Regions from separate parts of the Ovis aries genome. Here region 1 is linked to region 2. Evidence: chromatin contacts called from public Hi-C data. All regions are on one chromosome and are shown on one strand. The core of a region is the stretch at or near the end of the contact, and the rest is flanking DNA. Distances in the headings are between cores, read along the strand shown.

What was found. A called contact is a pair of places that touch in the nucleus more often than the background predicts.
Region 1: a Hi-C map of liver shows a contact between it and region 2, with 1.7 times the contacts expected there. The contact joins two enhancer-like sites. A contact is called at or near these places in 3 of 16 Hi-C or Micro-C datasets (liver, skin fibroblasts and tail adipose tissue).

Annotation. Positions count from the first base shown.
Region 1 is chr10:74,552,001-74,555,250 of ARS-UI_Ramb_v3.0, reverse strand. All of the region lies in intron 1 of FARP1 (FERM, ARH/RhoGEF and pleckstrin domain protein 1), which reads right to left. Among named protein-coding and RNA genes, the nearest start is that of FARP1, 65 kb to the right of the region's middle. Within about 2 kb of position 1,545, at least 10 of the 54 cell types and tissues checked have an H3K27ac peak or open chromatin away from gene starts, as enhancers often do. A contact at or near this core is called in liver, where this site is marked.
Region 2 is chr10:74,505,222-74,508,415 of ARS-UI_Ramb_v3.0, reverse strand. The region is part of intron 1 of FARP1 (FERM, ARH/RhoGEF and pleckstrin domain protein 1); the gene reads right to left. Among named protein-coding and RNA genes, the nearest start is that of FARP1, 18 kb to the right of the region's middle. Within about 2 kb of position 1,350, at least 15 of the 54 cell types and tissues checked have an H3K27ac peak or open chromatin away from gene starts, as enhancers often do. A contact at or near this core is called in liver, where this site is marked.

The DNA of each region.
Region 1 (3,250 bases), core at 296-2,795, 47 kb before region 2:
CTGGAAGAAGCACAAGCTGGAATCAAGACGGCGGGGAGAAATATCAATAACCTCAGATATGCAAATGACACCATCCTTATGGCAGAAAGTGAAGAGGAACTAAAAAGCTTCTTGTTGAAAGAGAAAGAGGAGAGCGAAAAAGTTGGCTTAAAGCTTAACATTCAGAAAACTAAGATCATGGAGTCTGGTCCTATCACTTCATGGGAAATAGATGGGGAAACAGTGTCAGACTTTATTTTTGGGGGCTCCAAAATCACTGCAGATGGTGATTTCAGCCATGAAATTAAAAGACGCTTACTCCCTGCAGATGGTGATTGCAGCCATGAAATGAAAAGACACTTATTCTTTGGAAGGAAAGTTATGATCAACCTAGATAGCATATTCAAAAGCAGAGACATTACTTTGCCAACGAAAGTGTGTCTAGTCAAGGCTATGGTTTTTCCAGTGGTCATGTATGGGTGTGAAAGTTGGACTGTGAAGACAGCTGACCACCGAAGAATTGATGCTTTTGAACTGTGGTGTTAGAGAAGACTCTTGAGAGTCCTTTGGACTGCAAGGAGATCCAACCAATCCATCTTAAAGTAGATCAGTACTGAGTGTTCATTGGAAGGACTGATGCTGACGCTGAAACTCCAATACTTTGGCCACTTCATGCCAAGAGTTGACTCATTGGAAAAGACTCTGATGCTGGGAGGAATTGGGGGCAGGAGGAGAAGGGGACGACAGAGGATGAGATGGCTGGATGGCATCACCGACTCGATGGACGTGAGTTTGAGTGAACTCCGGGAGTTGGTGATGGACAGGGAGGCCTGGCGTGCTGTGATTCATGGAGTCACAAAGAGTCGGATACGACTGAGCTGAACTGAATGTTTGTCCCATGCCCACTTTCCCCACCAACTTTCCACCAAAGCCTGTTAGACCTTTTTATTCATTCCTCTAGATCCTTTGAGGTTGGACTTCAATGTCAAGTCCACACTCTTTAAGGACCAGCCTTTTGAGACCTGCTTCGTTTTCGAAAGGCCAGGTCTGATTCCATAGGTCTGCCACACAAGCCACTTTCTAATTTCTGTCCCAAGCTTTTTCTAAAGAACATAATCCCAAACTGTTTTAGTTATCCTTTGCTTAATCATCTCCTAGTCTTAAGAAAGACAGCTAGACTTTGCTCATGTACTTTACACCGAAGTGAAACAGATCACCTACCTTGGTTCAGTGAACCACATGTGGGTGGCATAGATCTAATTATGACATCACTGTGTTTAAAATAATCTTCACAAAGCAGGCAAAATTACTCCCTTACATGTTTCCTAAATTGTGTCTCATGGTTAAAAATAAACACAACTGCCGAAAAAAACTGCTATCAGTCCAGTTCGCCTTCTCCATTGCCAGCCTCCTTCTTGCACTCTTGCCTACTCTGGTGTTGATCCCTCTGTGCCTCTGGAAGCATCCTCCGCTGCCCATCTCCAACCTCACCTTCTGCTCCCTGCACTCCATCAGAGTGGACAGGCCCTGCCCTCAATCACTGGCCCTGAGCCTGAGCACACGGCTTCCTATTGCTGAGTCGGAGCAGGATAGGTCTGGTGTGGCTCTAATGCGCAGCTAGAGAGGGAGGAAAGGGTTTGTCCTCTCATGTCACCTGACCACAAAGGTGTTCCAGACACATTTGCTCTGTGTGCGACCTAAGCAGAAAGGAAGGCTCCCATCCTCTAAATGGGATCCTTTCTCTCCACGCTGGCCCAAGATCCCCAGGTAAACACTGTAATTTTTAACAGCTTGGCATTTAAAAATTAAATTGAACTACTGACTTAATAGACAGTACCTTAACTTCCTTTATCTGTAGTCTTCAAATGACCTCATGCCTGGATTATTTCTACTTCTGGATATTAATGTTTCAATAAAGCCTGTCACACTTTCTTTTTGTTTTGATACTTGCAGGCAGATTGTTGCTGTACATGGAAAGTGCTGTTTAACTCAAACATAAATCCAGCCAAGAGTTTTGAGCTGAGCAGCCTAAGAATGTCAAGGGAATATCTGAGGAACGCTGGCAAGGCATGAATGGGTAACCATAACTGAGGCAGGATAGCAAAACTGGTGAGTCCGGTAATAAAACAGCCTTCTACATACACATCTAACAAGCCTAAAGGCCTGAACCCATGCTTGATTCTGACTTTACCTTAACTTCTTTCGACTTCTGAATTCCTAACGATAAATAGACAAGGTAAAAAAGATGAATATTTCTTTCCTTGTGGCAAGTTATTACTAACGCGATCATTCCAGACCTAAAAGTACAGAGCTGTCTGTGAAACGACTTTCTTCTTTAGGTCTTTTTGAAAAGTTATTTTAAAGGCAATAACAACTACAACAAAGAAAGCAGTGAAGATTTTAGCTGGCAAAGAAAAGATAAAAAACTGGAATTGTCTTGTTACAGTCTCTTGGCGTAAAGACTTCCTCTTGGAATTCACCCAAAAGCAACAAGGAACATGAAAACGCAAACTGCATCCCAGAGGAAACTGGGAGACATCTGTAGCTTTGAACCACGCAATGGGAGGTGGAGTTGCCAAACTGCAGGCAAGGTCAGACAGAGGAGAAGAAAGACGCTTGGAGAGGCTGTCCATGCCTGCAGAGCCACGCTGCCCAAATAGTGAGGATATCCAGCAACAAACCCAGCAGCAACTTTCTGAAAAGGGCAACAGACGTGCAGGTAGCACTAAAAGCTTTCCTGGGCACGGCATGGTGAGAGATTTCCAGAAGCAGGAAAGGTCAAATTAAATGAGATGCTGTACAGGTAAGACATATTAGCAGGAAGCAGTCTGTTGCCAAGGCAAGGCAAAAAGAGAGAGATCCCACTAGGAGCACAACCAGTCTCTGCAATCATGAGGAAAAATAAGAGTTGAAAGGATCACACACACACACACACTCAGGTCACAAGAATTCCCGTTGGCATGGGATATGGCCCTGTCTCCTGCCCAGGTAAAGTTCCTATAAATAGCTACTTCATAAAGAACTCACCTAATCACAAGAAAAAAAAACCTTCACAGAGATGCCACAAGAAGAGAAATATGAAAATGAATGGCAGATGAAAAACACCCACCAAAGCAATGTTACATGCAGCAGATGAAAATTTTACCCAAATGTATTTTCATAAATTAACAAAACAATGAAATAACTGATTCTGTCTACAAAAACAGAGTAGGATTTACAAGAGTTCAGGGAAGCAAGCGGAGAAGGCAATGGCACCCCACTCCAGTACTCT
Region 2 (3,194 bases), core at 101-2,600:
ACCTGCCATCAACATGCGACTATAAATTCAAGGCTTTTACAGACCATGGGAGCCCAACAGCTGGTGAGAAGGTCGGCTCAGGTTTAAGAGGTTCAAGGTCATTTTAGCAACAAGGCCCCAAAGAGAGTCTCAGTTCTCTTTATTGAACAAAGATTTAAAGGCTACTGACGATGGCCACAGCCTGTGCCAGGCAGCAGTCCCACAGAAATGAGCAAACTAAACCAGTGTCTACAGGTACACCAGTGAAAGGTGTTTCTTCCCAGCACACACCACTGAGAAGGCAGTCTGTGTTCCCGGATCTCACCCACCCCTTCTTTTGGAAATCCTGCACCACTTTCAACCCCCTAACCTGGCAAGCAGGCAAGCCCCGGAGCGGTATTCACTTCCAGAAGCATCAGTCAGAGTTAGGTGTTTCTGGAAACACTCCTGCTACAGTTCTATTTTCTAACCCGTGAGGAAGGCTACACACTTCTAATAAAAAGTAGATCCCAAGCCCCCTGCCCGCAAATGCCATGAGGAAAAAAGAATCTAGAGATAAGACAGGCAGAAGCAGTGAGTCTTCATCAGGCCCCTACATCCTTATAAGGACATTCTTCGCAATCTCCACATGATAAATATTCAAAGGGCAGGTCATCCAGGGACCACCCCCCCCCCCGCCTCCCCACTGTGAGCCCAACTGCATTCCTCTGAAGAAAGGTCAACAGGAAGTGACCTCATGAGACCTTTGAACTTAACCACATTAATTTAAGGACTACTGAAGCAAGGTTAAGGGGGGAGAAATTCACAAAACAAATGTATATTATAAAGTTGAAAAAAATTAAACAGTAAAAAAAAATTTTAATTTAAGGAAAATGTTGGATGTTGGTAATGGGAGAGGTAGTAGGTGAGGAAGGGGTATATACTCTGCTTTCTACTCCATTTGCTGTGGACCTAAAACTGCTCTTAAAATAACCCTTTTTTTTAAATTAAGCTAAGCAAAGAAAGCTATGTAAAGCAAATATGAAGAGGAGAACAATCCATGTGTGAGTATGTGTATTTGCCAAACCACTCTTCTTCACTTTTCAAAGTTTCTACAACGATCCTATTATTTTTACAATTAAAAAAGAGACTATGCAAAACAAACAAGGTGATTTTAAAAAGCTTTATTTAAAAAAAAGGATTCAAGGAAGCACAGCTAATGCCCATGTGAAATACATCAGGCCAGGTTTCTGATCTGTTCGGGTTACCCAAGCCACTCTGTAAGCAACGCAGGGGAGAAGCGGGCAGCCATCCCCCTGCACCAGGCTAGTGCAGCCAGATCCCTGAACCACACGAGCTCTGCCAGCAGAGCGACAGTACTCAGTGCCAGGCTGGCATCGGCGCCCGGGAAAGCCTCATGGCACAGGTCCTTTGTCATGTGGCTATTAAGCTGAAAACAGATCTCCTTCCTGTTGCAGCTCCCAAACATCCACGCCGAGTGACAAAACACCACTCTCCGAAACTAACAGGCCTTCATCAGACCTGGGCGTCAGGGTCTCAGAGCTGAAATTCTGTAAGTAACCTTGGAACCAACCACTGTGTCAAGCTGGGACAGAGCAGCGACGGCAAAGGGCCAAGACGTGTCCTCTAAGACTGGTGACTCGTCCCCCAAAATGTCTCAAAGGGGAAAATAAAATAGTATCACAATGCTGAAAAGGATACTGAACTCCCGTGAGCTGATCAGACCTTCCTCATTCTGACTCCAGAGCCACTGGCTGCGTGGGGTCAAGGTGAGGCAAGTGAGGCATGGCCCTGGATGTGAAATTTAAGGGGATGCCAAAACTCACAACAACTAAGATCATCTTTCATTTAATTAATTTTTTAAAAATCAGAAAAAAAATTTTTTTAATTCACAATGAACAAAATAACACACTGTTAAACAGATTCTTTACCATCTGAGCCACCAGCAAAGGCTTGAACTGTGCTGCTGGAGAAGACTCTTGAGAGTCTCTTGGACTGCAAAGAGATCAAATCAATCCTAATGGAAACCAACCCTGAATATTTACTGGAAGGACTGATGCTGAAGCTCTAATACTTTGAACACCTGATGCGAGGAGACGACTCACCGGAAAAGACCTGGATGGTGGGAAAAATTGAGGACAGGAGGAGAAGGGGGCAACAGAGCATGAGATGGTTGGATGACATCATGGACTCAATGGACATGAGTCTGACCAAACTCCAGGAGATGGTGAAGGACAGGGAAGCCTGGCATGTTGCAGTCCATGGGGTTGCCAAGAGTTAGACAAGATTGGCTGACAGAACAAGAACAAAACAAAAGACAGAGTCTGATCCTGAACTTGCAGATCTATCTCAGGTCGCCCTGGTCTGGTGTGCTTGCCTACAGCTGTACTAGGAGAAGGTCCCTAACTGAGTCACAAAGAGCATGGACTTAAGGAAAACCTGATTTCACTGATAAACTGTGTATGACTGTGAGCATGTTAACCAGAAATCTAAGACTCAGCTTCCTCTTCTGTAAAATGGGGACAACATCTTCCTCATTGAGAAAAAAACAACTAAACGTGCAAGCACACACTGCTTTAAAACTGGCAGCCCAAATCCTGATTCCAAGAAGCAGCCGAATATGATTCCTAGGAAGACTTCTAGCCCATGCAGGAGACTTTCAAGCAATTTTCTGGGGATAGGTTTTGCTGGGCTATTGAGTTTTCCCTACCATCACTCTGGTGATGGACTTTTCTCTCTCTCTCTTTTAATATTTATTTATTTGGCTATGCCAGGTCTTCCTTGCAGCATGCAGGCTCTTTTAGTCCTGGCATTCGAACTCTTCGTTGCGGCACCTGGGAACTAGTTCCCTGACCAGGAATTGAACCTGGGACTCCTACACTGGGAGTACTGAGTCTCAGCCACTAGACTTTTCTTATCTGCATCTTCAGCTGTCAGAACTGAGGGCCATTCCTAGCACTGAGCTATGCCAGGGGAAGACAGCAAGTGAGAATGGAGAATGACGCCTACCCTGGTTAGTTCCTCAGGATAAGCAGGAAAGTGGCACCCAAACAGCATGGCACAGTGAGCAGACAGACCACCTCTGTCTCTCTCAGATTCTCCTTCCTACAGCAAAGCGCAGGCATTATTTAAATAAAAGGAATCAAACCACCGGGAGAATTTTTCAACCTCTTGAAAAATTGACAATTTTTCAACCTTCAGTCTTTGCCAAGGTA